2 separate regions of the Danio rerio genome follow, and region 2 is linked to region 1. Evidence: chromatin contacts called from public Hi-C data. All regions are on one chromosome and are shown on one strand. Each heading gives the region's core, a stretch centred on a gene start, on an enhancer-like site or on the middle of the called end of the contact. The rest is flanking DNA. Distances are from core to core; before and after follow the strand shown.

Region 1 (4,152 bases), core at 688-3,187:
TTTTTTTTATTTGAATTGTTTTATTTTTATTTTGGTGTCTATTTTTTTTTTTTATCACATAACTTTGTATCTTAAGGCTATACTTTTGAAAGAATAGAAACTAAAATCTGAAATCTTTATCTGATTTGATTGCTGGACTAATCCCCACTCAAGAAAATATTCTGGCTGGTTGTTCAAACTGATTCTTTAAAATGAGCTTAATCAACACAGTTTTTGAGGTTTTTTTTTTTTTTGTGGTGGGGGGGGGGTGTACAACTTAATAGTTTTATGTTTAAAAAAAGAGTTAGGTTAATCAATTAGTGTTGGGACAACATGAAGGAATAGATTATTTTCACATTTCTGGGTTTATCAGTGGACTTCTTCATTAGGTAAACTTGGAGCGCAGTGAACGGAAGAGTACAACAAATATTTTTTTACAACCCTATTTGCTGAAATAATAAAAATTTCATGACTTTCAGAAACAAGAAAAAAATTGTGTGAGACCTCAGCTAGAGAATGAATAACATCAAATTTACTCTCAGCCCCATAGATGCTGTATCAAAGATGATATAATACATTCATAACTACATATAAATGTTCATATGATTTTAAAAATCCAAATATTAAAAACTGTCAAGGATTTTTAAATTATGATGACTGTTAAACACATCATAACAGTCTCGTGAAAAGGATGTATTGGTTGTTTACAAGGATTCTCCATAGCTGTAATGGCTTTATAATGTCCAGACTGTTTTCTGCCCTACACCAACTTTACCCCTCAAAGGAAATTTTTCTTCATTTTTTTGTTAGGAAATCGGAGTAAACGCCACCTGCTATGAACTGGACACTGCTTTAGTCTTTTTTTTTTTTCTTAAATTTTAATAATTGTGATAAATTATTTGTAAAAATACATTGTTTCATTGTGAAATTTCTCCAACTTCATATCTATACTGCACAATAATCCTGCTGGAACTGTAATAGACCTGTCGGATTGTAACTTCTGTGGAAATAATTCCTCCATAAATTTTATTTCCTTCATAAAATTCATGCAGTTTTTCCTACAGAAAAATGAGCTGACAATCCTGTAGGAAATCTGCATAATTAATATCTTGTAAAAAATGGTCCACTGTGTGGAACCCAGCTTTTTTACAGTGCATAATTTGAGTGGGGGATTTTTTTTGTTGGACCCCATACAAAACATGATAGAATTTTTTTTATTTAATTAATCAAGAAACATAAATATATTTGTTGGGCCCCCCAGATTTCGAGATCCTCGAGGGCTGGTGTCCCTGCAGAGTTTTGTTCCAACACTAGTCAAACACACCTGAACAAACTAATCAGTGTCTTCAAGATCACTAGAAATCTATAAGCAGATGTGTTTGATTAGAGTTGGAGCTATACTGTGCAGGGCACCGGCCCTCCAGGACCAAGTTTGCCCTATTCTATGTGATCATGCACAGCTCTATGATGCCATCCAGTGTTTATCGAATAAAACTGCAGTGCATCAACGCTTGAAAAAAAATATAATTATATATATAAAAACAAGAAGCCCTTTGGAATCTCGTTGCTAGGGAAATCAATCATGAACACACTAAAATCATGCAATAACAAAATACTATTCTAATATAATACAATATAATATAAATGTAAGTTGACTACATATTTTGAAATATTTTAATTTGTAATTTCATAACAAACCATGTTTTTGTCGCCTCTTGAACTCAACATTATCATTAAAATATATTTTAGCACGTTAAAATCAAACTGCATCTTTGTTTTACTTTACTTGTCAACATCCGCAAAATTGACCTATTTTTGTGGCTCCTGTTTTTGGCCTGCCTCGCTGGCGTAAACAGCCTGAAGGCGTCAAGCAGACAGACGAACCAATCAGATCGCTCGTTTCAGGCGTAGCCAATGAGAGGAGCTCTTCTTATCGCGCCCTGAAACTCTCACGGCCGCCATGATGCTTGTTTGCTTTCAGTGAGAAAGAGCAGCGGATCAGAAACAAAGGAAACGCGCACTCGTCTTTGTGAACTGGTATGAGCTTACAGGTAAAACCAACACGCTTTTGAATCATTTTCAAAAGCATCTTGTGGCGTTTAAACAACGGAGCATGTTTCCCTTCCTGTTGCTATACGTCGCGGTTCATATTGGTGTAGTTTTGTGAATGTATAATCGCAGTTAGCCAGTTAGCCAACATGCTAATTTGCTCAATCTGAATAGAGGAAATGATGGATCGATATGAATGTGATTATTTCGTTTCAACGATCTACTCGTGCGTACGTGTTTTAAAAACTAAGATAAAATTATCAATCATGCGATTTTCTGTTAAGATGTGTTGTTGATTATATAAGCAGCCTGCTGTGTCCGTAGGGAAGCTACATAAGCTAACACAAAAATCCAATTTAAATACACAAACACAATAAAACTTGTTTATGGTTTACTTTGATGTTCCATGAAATGAACACAGCACTAATGCACATCCAAGTAAACCAGTGTACATGTATGAAAGGCCTCTCTTATAATCGCTCACATTGTAGGGGTCCAATCAAACTAATTCACTTCAGCAAATGTGCGACAATGCCATTTTACAATGCCAAGCCACTCAGTTTTCTAATTAACGTTACGTGCACTTAATTGACTTGTTACGGCGTCTTGCAGCCAGGTTGCATTTATCAGCATGGATTTAACTCGCACAGCTAGCAGTCCTGCCTCTGTAACGTGGCTCTGGGAAATAAACACGAGGTGGTAGTGGTGTTTTTGTTTGGGTTGCGTTGCACAGCAATGATGAAAGACCAAAAACGACTCGCAACTTGCCTGTGGGTTTACTGATTAGTTAGCGATTAACGCTGCAGTTATGTAATGGAAATATACTGGCACGGCGTGTTTATTCGGAATGCTCTCAGCTGCACCTTTTGTTTTTGGGGATTTGTAACACGAGTCGGCTTTCTGTACCACGCCTCGTTAGTTTTTCATACTCACAATTGGTTTTAAATCCATATTCTCATAAGAATCACCCCTAAAATGCCAACTCCTCGCGCATTGCCTTGCTGACGTTAGTTGCTAATTTCTGACACGACTCAGCAGCGAGCTGTCATCTTATGTCCTGTTTTTAAAATGAATGCTAACAAGCAAAAATAGCCGTTTTAATCTTGTTTTTTGAGTGCTTTTATGCAAATTTAAGCATCGGGGTGACGTTGAGTGGCGTGTGTGTCTGTTATCCACGTAATGGAAAAATCCCTTCAGCTATTGATCCTGGAATTGCTTTTGTGCCTTTCTGCTCCTTTTACACGCTAAGGCCCTTTAAAGTCATTTTTACTAATCATCTCACCTGTTCTTTACACACTTACACCCACTCTTTCATGAACAGCCCGTGTTTGACGTTCATCCCATATGCTGTGCATTTCCCCATAACCATGCTGTGGAGTGAAAGTGATCTATGTTTTGTGTTTCAGTATTACAGGGATGCCCAAGGAAAAATATGATCCGCCTGACCCAAGGCGGATGTACACGATAATGTCCAGCGAGGAGGCGGCCAATGGAAAGAAGTCAACTTGGGCAGAGCTGGAGATTGTTGGTAAAGTTTGGGGGTTCTTTTTGGTGGGCCTGGTTTACTTTCTTCAAAAAAAGTTTTTTAAAGTGGATTTTGTTTTGGTTGTAGCTAATGTTGCATCTTTTTTGAAATCTTATACATTTAACCACCTTTTTATTGTATTTTTTTTTTTTTTAATTTTGGCTTTAGACTTCTGGTCTCATTCACTTCCATTTATTTTTAGATGTTAAAAACGGCTTGCAGAGTTGCTTGACGTTGCAAACTGATGTTTTCTTATTCTATTATTCTGCTTTGTCTGTATAGAAATGAATACTTGTTTGTAGAGCAAGTAGTTTGACCATTCTTTGTTGTTTATTATTCCTAGTCATTTTTCCCATAGGCGACTTAATTGGAAGTTTTAAAACAATCGCAAAAATGAGCACATTGAAAAATAAGTTAAATAAATGCTGCCTTTCAAATTAATGTTTAAGATTTCTTCATTGACTGCAGGAAATGCATTTCTATTGATGAATGTATCTATAATATTGCTTGGGGCATTTTTTTAAATGTTAAAATCAGGTATGTCAGTTTTAGGCTTGGGTCGGTATCGTGGAATTGTTAATACTTCTCTAAAATAAATT
Region 2 (4,152 bases), core at 1,466-3,965, 440 kb before region 1:
TCTAACGGAAACAAAACATGTTCAAACAAAGCCAGTAGATGTCAGTAAATCATTCATTTGTCATTTTTCACACGAATCTTTTTAGAAGCATATTATTTCATCCTTATTTCATTTGATCATGCCTTATTTGGCTGTAATGAAATTTATCAATTGGTTATAATGTTACAGGTAAGTTTAAAACTAAAGTAACAGATTTGTTTTATTTAATGACCATTTTGTGTCACATTCCAGGCCCTGGAATGTGACACAAAATGGTCATTAAATAAAACAATCCAGGCCTGTTCTTTTTTTTTCTCTCAAGTGGACCTTTTTTCAGTTATTTGCCTCATTTTAAATTCAACTATGAGGTTTAAATATTACATTAAAAGCACTTGTTTTAGCTGAATTAGTCGGATAGTAATCATAACCACTCTGTTTGATGTATAAAAATATTTCCTAAAGATTTAGAATAAAGAATGCTGAATAAATACTTATTTTAAAATACAAATATGTTACATCATCTAACATTGAAAAACAATAAGAATGTTCATTTTAATTAAAAACTGCAGCCTATTGTCTTTTATTTGGCAAATAACAAACTGAACAAATTCAACTTTCCTCAGTCAGAATTTGGCCGTATGAATAAAAAAAAAACTAAAACATAATAATAAGATTAATAATAATAATAATAATTATAATAATAATAGTAATAATAATAATAATCAGTTTTTGTTTCAAAAATAAGGTCTAAGATTTAGAATAAAAGTCATTTGTAAAATGTTTTCTCTATTTTAAAAATAAAACAGTAGCGAAAGATGACTTAACTTTCAATGTTTTTATTTTTCATTTTTATTTTTTTATGATGACATAGCAGACAAAATAGAATAAATGAGTTCATGTATGGGCCACATTCTGGACCTTTGTCTGTGAGAGGATGGGTCTTTTGAAACACCCAAACACCCCCATGGCTTTGTGAAATGTTATAAATAAAAACATTTTTAAAGGATCATTGTTTTTGTTAAATTGATTATAAATCATGCATTTTTACTATAGTGGATCAATTTTAATCATATATTTAAAAAGGAGAGAGTATCCCTTTAATCTTTTAAAGTGCACTCCTTGAAAATAATTAGTTTGGCCCACATATTGTATTGAATAATAGGCTGACACAACTCTGATAAATATTAATAAGCAAATAAAATAATAATGATAACCTATGGATAAAAGGTCAACCAGGTGGTTATGATGCCTGTTTAAGGGTTAATAGGACATTTTACCCAAAAATGAAATTCTGTGATCAATTATTCACTCTTTTAATTTAAACCCATACCTCTATGAGTTTATTTCTTATATTGAACACAAAAGAAGATATTTTGAAAAATGTAAGCCTGTAACCATTGACTTCCATAATATTGTTTTTCCCCTATATTATGAAAGTCAGTGGTTACACATCTTCAGCTTTCTTCAAAATATCCTTTATTTTGTGAGTGTATTCAACAGAAGAAAGAAACTCACATAGGGTTGAACCACTTTAAGTAAATAGTAAGTTTCCATTTTGGGTCAACTATTTCCCTTTAAGGGTTATCTTTTGTTAGTCTTTTTTTAACTTTTAAAAACTTTTTTAATTGTATGTATTTGATAGTTATTAACAGTAGAGTATTATTATCAGTCTGGGGTCGCCACAGCAGAATGAACCGCCAATTTATCTAGCATATGTTTTATGCAGCAGATGCCCTTCCAACTGCAACCCATCACTGGAAACCTCCATACAATCTTACATTCACACACATACACTACAGACAGCTTAGCTTACCCAATTTCCCTATAGCGCATGTCTTTGGACTGTGGGGGAAACCGGAGCATCCGGAAGAAACCCACATGAACATGTGGAGAACATGCAAACTTCACACAGATATGCCAACTGATCTAGCCGAGGCTGAACCAGCGATCTTCCTGCTGTGAGGTGACAGTGCTACCCACTGTGCCACCGCACCACCCTTTAATAGGATAATTGTAATTATTTGATAGTAATTGACAGTAAAGTATAATCAATAAACAATCAAATAAACAAGTAGGCCTAAAATGTGTTTGGCCAGTTTGCTTTGCTTTCATGAAATATTACAAAACTGTTTAATAAATCATTGGTATCAATTGGTAATAAATCATTATCATTCATTCATTTTCTTTTCGGCTTAGTTCCTTTATTAATCAGGAGTTGCCGCAGCAGAATGAACTGCCAACTTATGCAGTATATGTGTTACACAGCGGATGCCCTTCCAGCTGCAACCCAGTACTAGGAAAAACCCATACACTCTCATTCACCCACATACACTACGTATAATTTAGCTAACCCGCTTCACCCATAGCAAGTCCTTGGGTGAAACCAGAGCAGCCAAAGGAAACCCACACAAACATAGGGAGAACATGCAAGCTCCACACCAAAATGCCAATTGACCCAGCCAAGGGTCAAATCAGCGACCTTCTTGCTGTGAGGCAACTAACCACTGTGCCATCCCTAACTTATTATAGTATCTTACAAACAAGTCTCATTAGACACTAACTAGATTTGACTAGATTTGTCAAAAGATTAAATAGTATTAAATCAATAACCCTGGTCTTTTCTGTGCAGACCACACAGAGCTGGGCTATACTACACCGTTACAGTACGGGGCGCTGTGGCGTTTCCCCCGCTTCACAGACGCAAAGCATTGTAGGTACAGGTTCCGTTCGCGCTAGCCTCCTGTAGCAATGGCGACGTCTTTGGGATCCAACACTTATAACAGGCAAAACTGGGAAGATTCGGTGAGTAGGAACATATTCATTGTTTATGTGGTTTAAGCAGTTTTACCTATTGCGTCTGTTGTTTGGCCGATCTTAGTAAACCTTTCTACTAGACTCCTATTCATCATTGTATTAGCTCACGGCTAACAATACCTTTTCATCATTTAAATCAATCTAATCTATTATTAAAATATGTGTATATGTTACCTATATTGCCACACACTTATAAGTGAATTTTAAATTAAGCGAACAACACTCCAGTTACTGTAAATTAACGGCGTTTTGTTGTAACGTTACAGACACAATCAATCGATCAGTTGAATGCTAAAATCTTATTAGGATAAGAAAAATGTGTATGATATTAAACAAAATATTTCTTTTAAATTTAAAGAAGTACACTTTAAAGTTACGAATCACGTGTATCCAACAACATATATTGGAGAGAGTTTTGTACTTTCGATTTTGAAGCAATTGAAAACTTGTTTTTCCAATGTAATTTGGTCACTTGCATACATTTTGGGACGAAGTGTTAGCTTGGATACAGCAGAAAATTTCTGTAAGACTTGTCTTCTCAGTGGAAATTATTAAGTTTGGCTTAATACTTAAGGATAAAAAGATATCTTATATAATAAATAATTTGTTTTTATGATTAAAATGTTGAATTTATAAATAAAAAAATAATCGAAATTTCCCCAAGACTAGTAACTTAGTGTTTAAAAAATAATTTGTGATTATTTGACTAACGTTACATGTAGTGAGATATAAAACACCGAAAAGCAAGAGATTTATTCATCATTCGAGGATTTCGGTTTCATATTTAAAAAAAAACTTCAACTCCCCTGCTACTTATTTTTCTTTATTATTTATTTTATTTATTTTTATTTAATGTATTATTATTATTATTAATGAGGATGGAAAGAAGGTGAATGTAAACTTATTGTTATCTTAGTCTTTTGTGTAATTTTATAAAGTACACTGTAAAATCCAAGAGTCAAGTTTATCAACTGAAATAAGTGTAGTGGACTCAAAATTGACAAAGTTAATTCTACTCATCTGAGAAAAGTTTTGAACTTGGTGTTGAAGGTAATGAGTTAAATACCTCATTACTGCAACTTAAATGGAGTAAGCTCACAGTACTTATTTATGTTATTTTTTTTAAACTCAAATGGTTTGTAGTGATCTGTTTCCTCAAATTGATTAAGTTGCCTTAATCTGTTGGTTTTTACAGTACTCAGTTGGGTTGAGTTCTCTATTTATTGAGTTTTACTGTGCTAAAATTGCTTTATTTACTCAAGTGGATTCACAGTATTTATTAGGATTAGCTTTTGAACCTAAATGGTTTGTTTTAATTGGTTTCCTCAAACAGTTTGAGTTACCTTAACATTTTGGGTT

What was found. A called contact is a pair of places that touch in the nucleus more often than the background predicts.
Region 2: a contact with region 1 is called in a Hi-C map of hematopoietic stem cells, with 3 times the contacts expected there. The contact joins the promoter of rbm22 here to the promoter of cnot6a in region 1. A contact is called at or near these places in 2 of 18 Hi-C or Micro-C datasets (caudal fin and hematopoietic stem cells) and 1 of 4 datasets of contacts at active chromatin or transcription factors (embryo).

The regions. Positions count from the first base shown.
Region 1 is chr21:35,464,364-35,468,515 of GRCz12tu, reverse strand. cnot6a (CCR4-NOT transcription complex, subunit 6a) reads left to right here and starts at 1,937. Exons shown (of 12, transcript NM_212660.2): 1 at 1,937-2,030; 2 at 3,435-3,556. The coding sequence starts at 3,445. The region is part of intron 2 of LOC141380027 (a long non-coding RNA gene); the gene reads left to right.
Region 2 is chr21:35,910,091-35,914,242 of GRCz12tu, reverse strand. rbm22 (RNA binding motif protein 22) reads left to right here and starts at 2,715. Exons shown (of 11, transcript NM_213214.1): 1 at 2,715-2,781. The coding sequence starts at 2,728.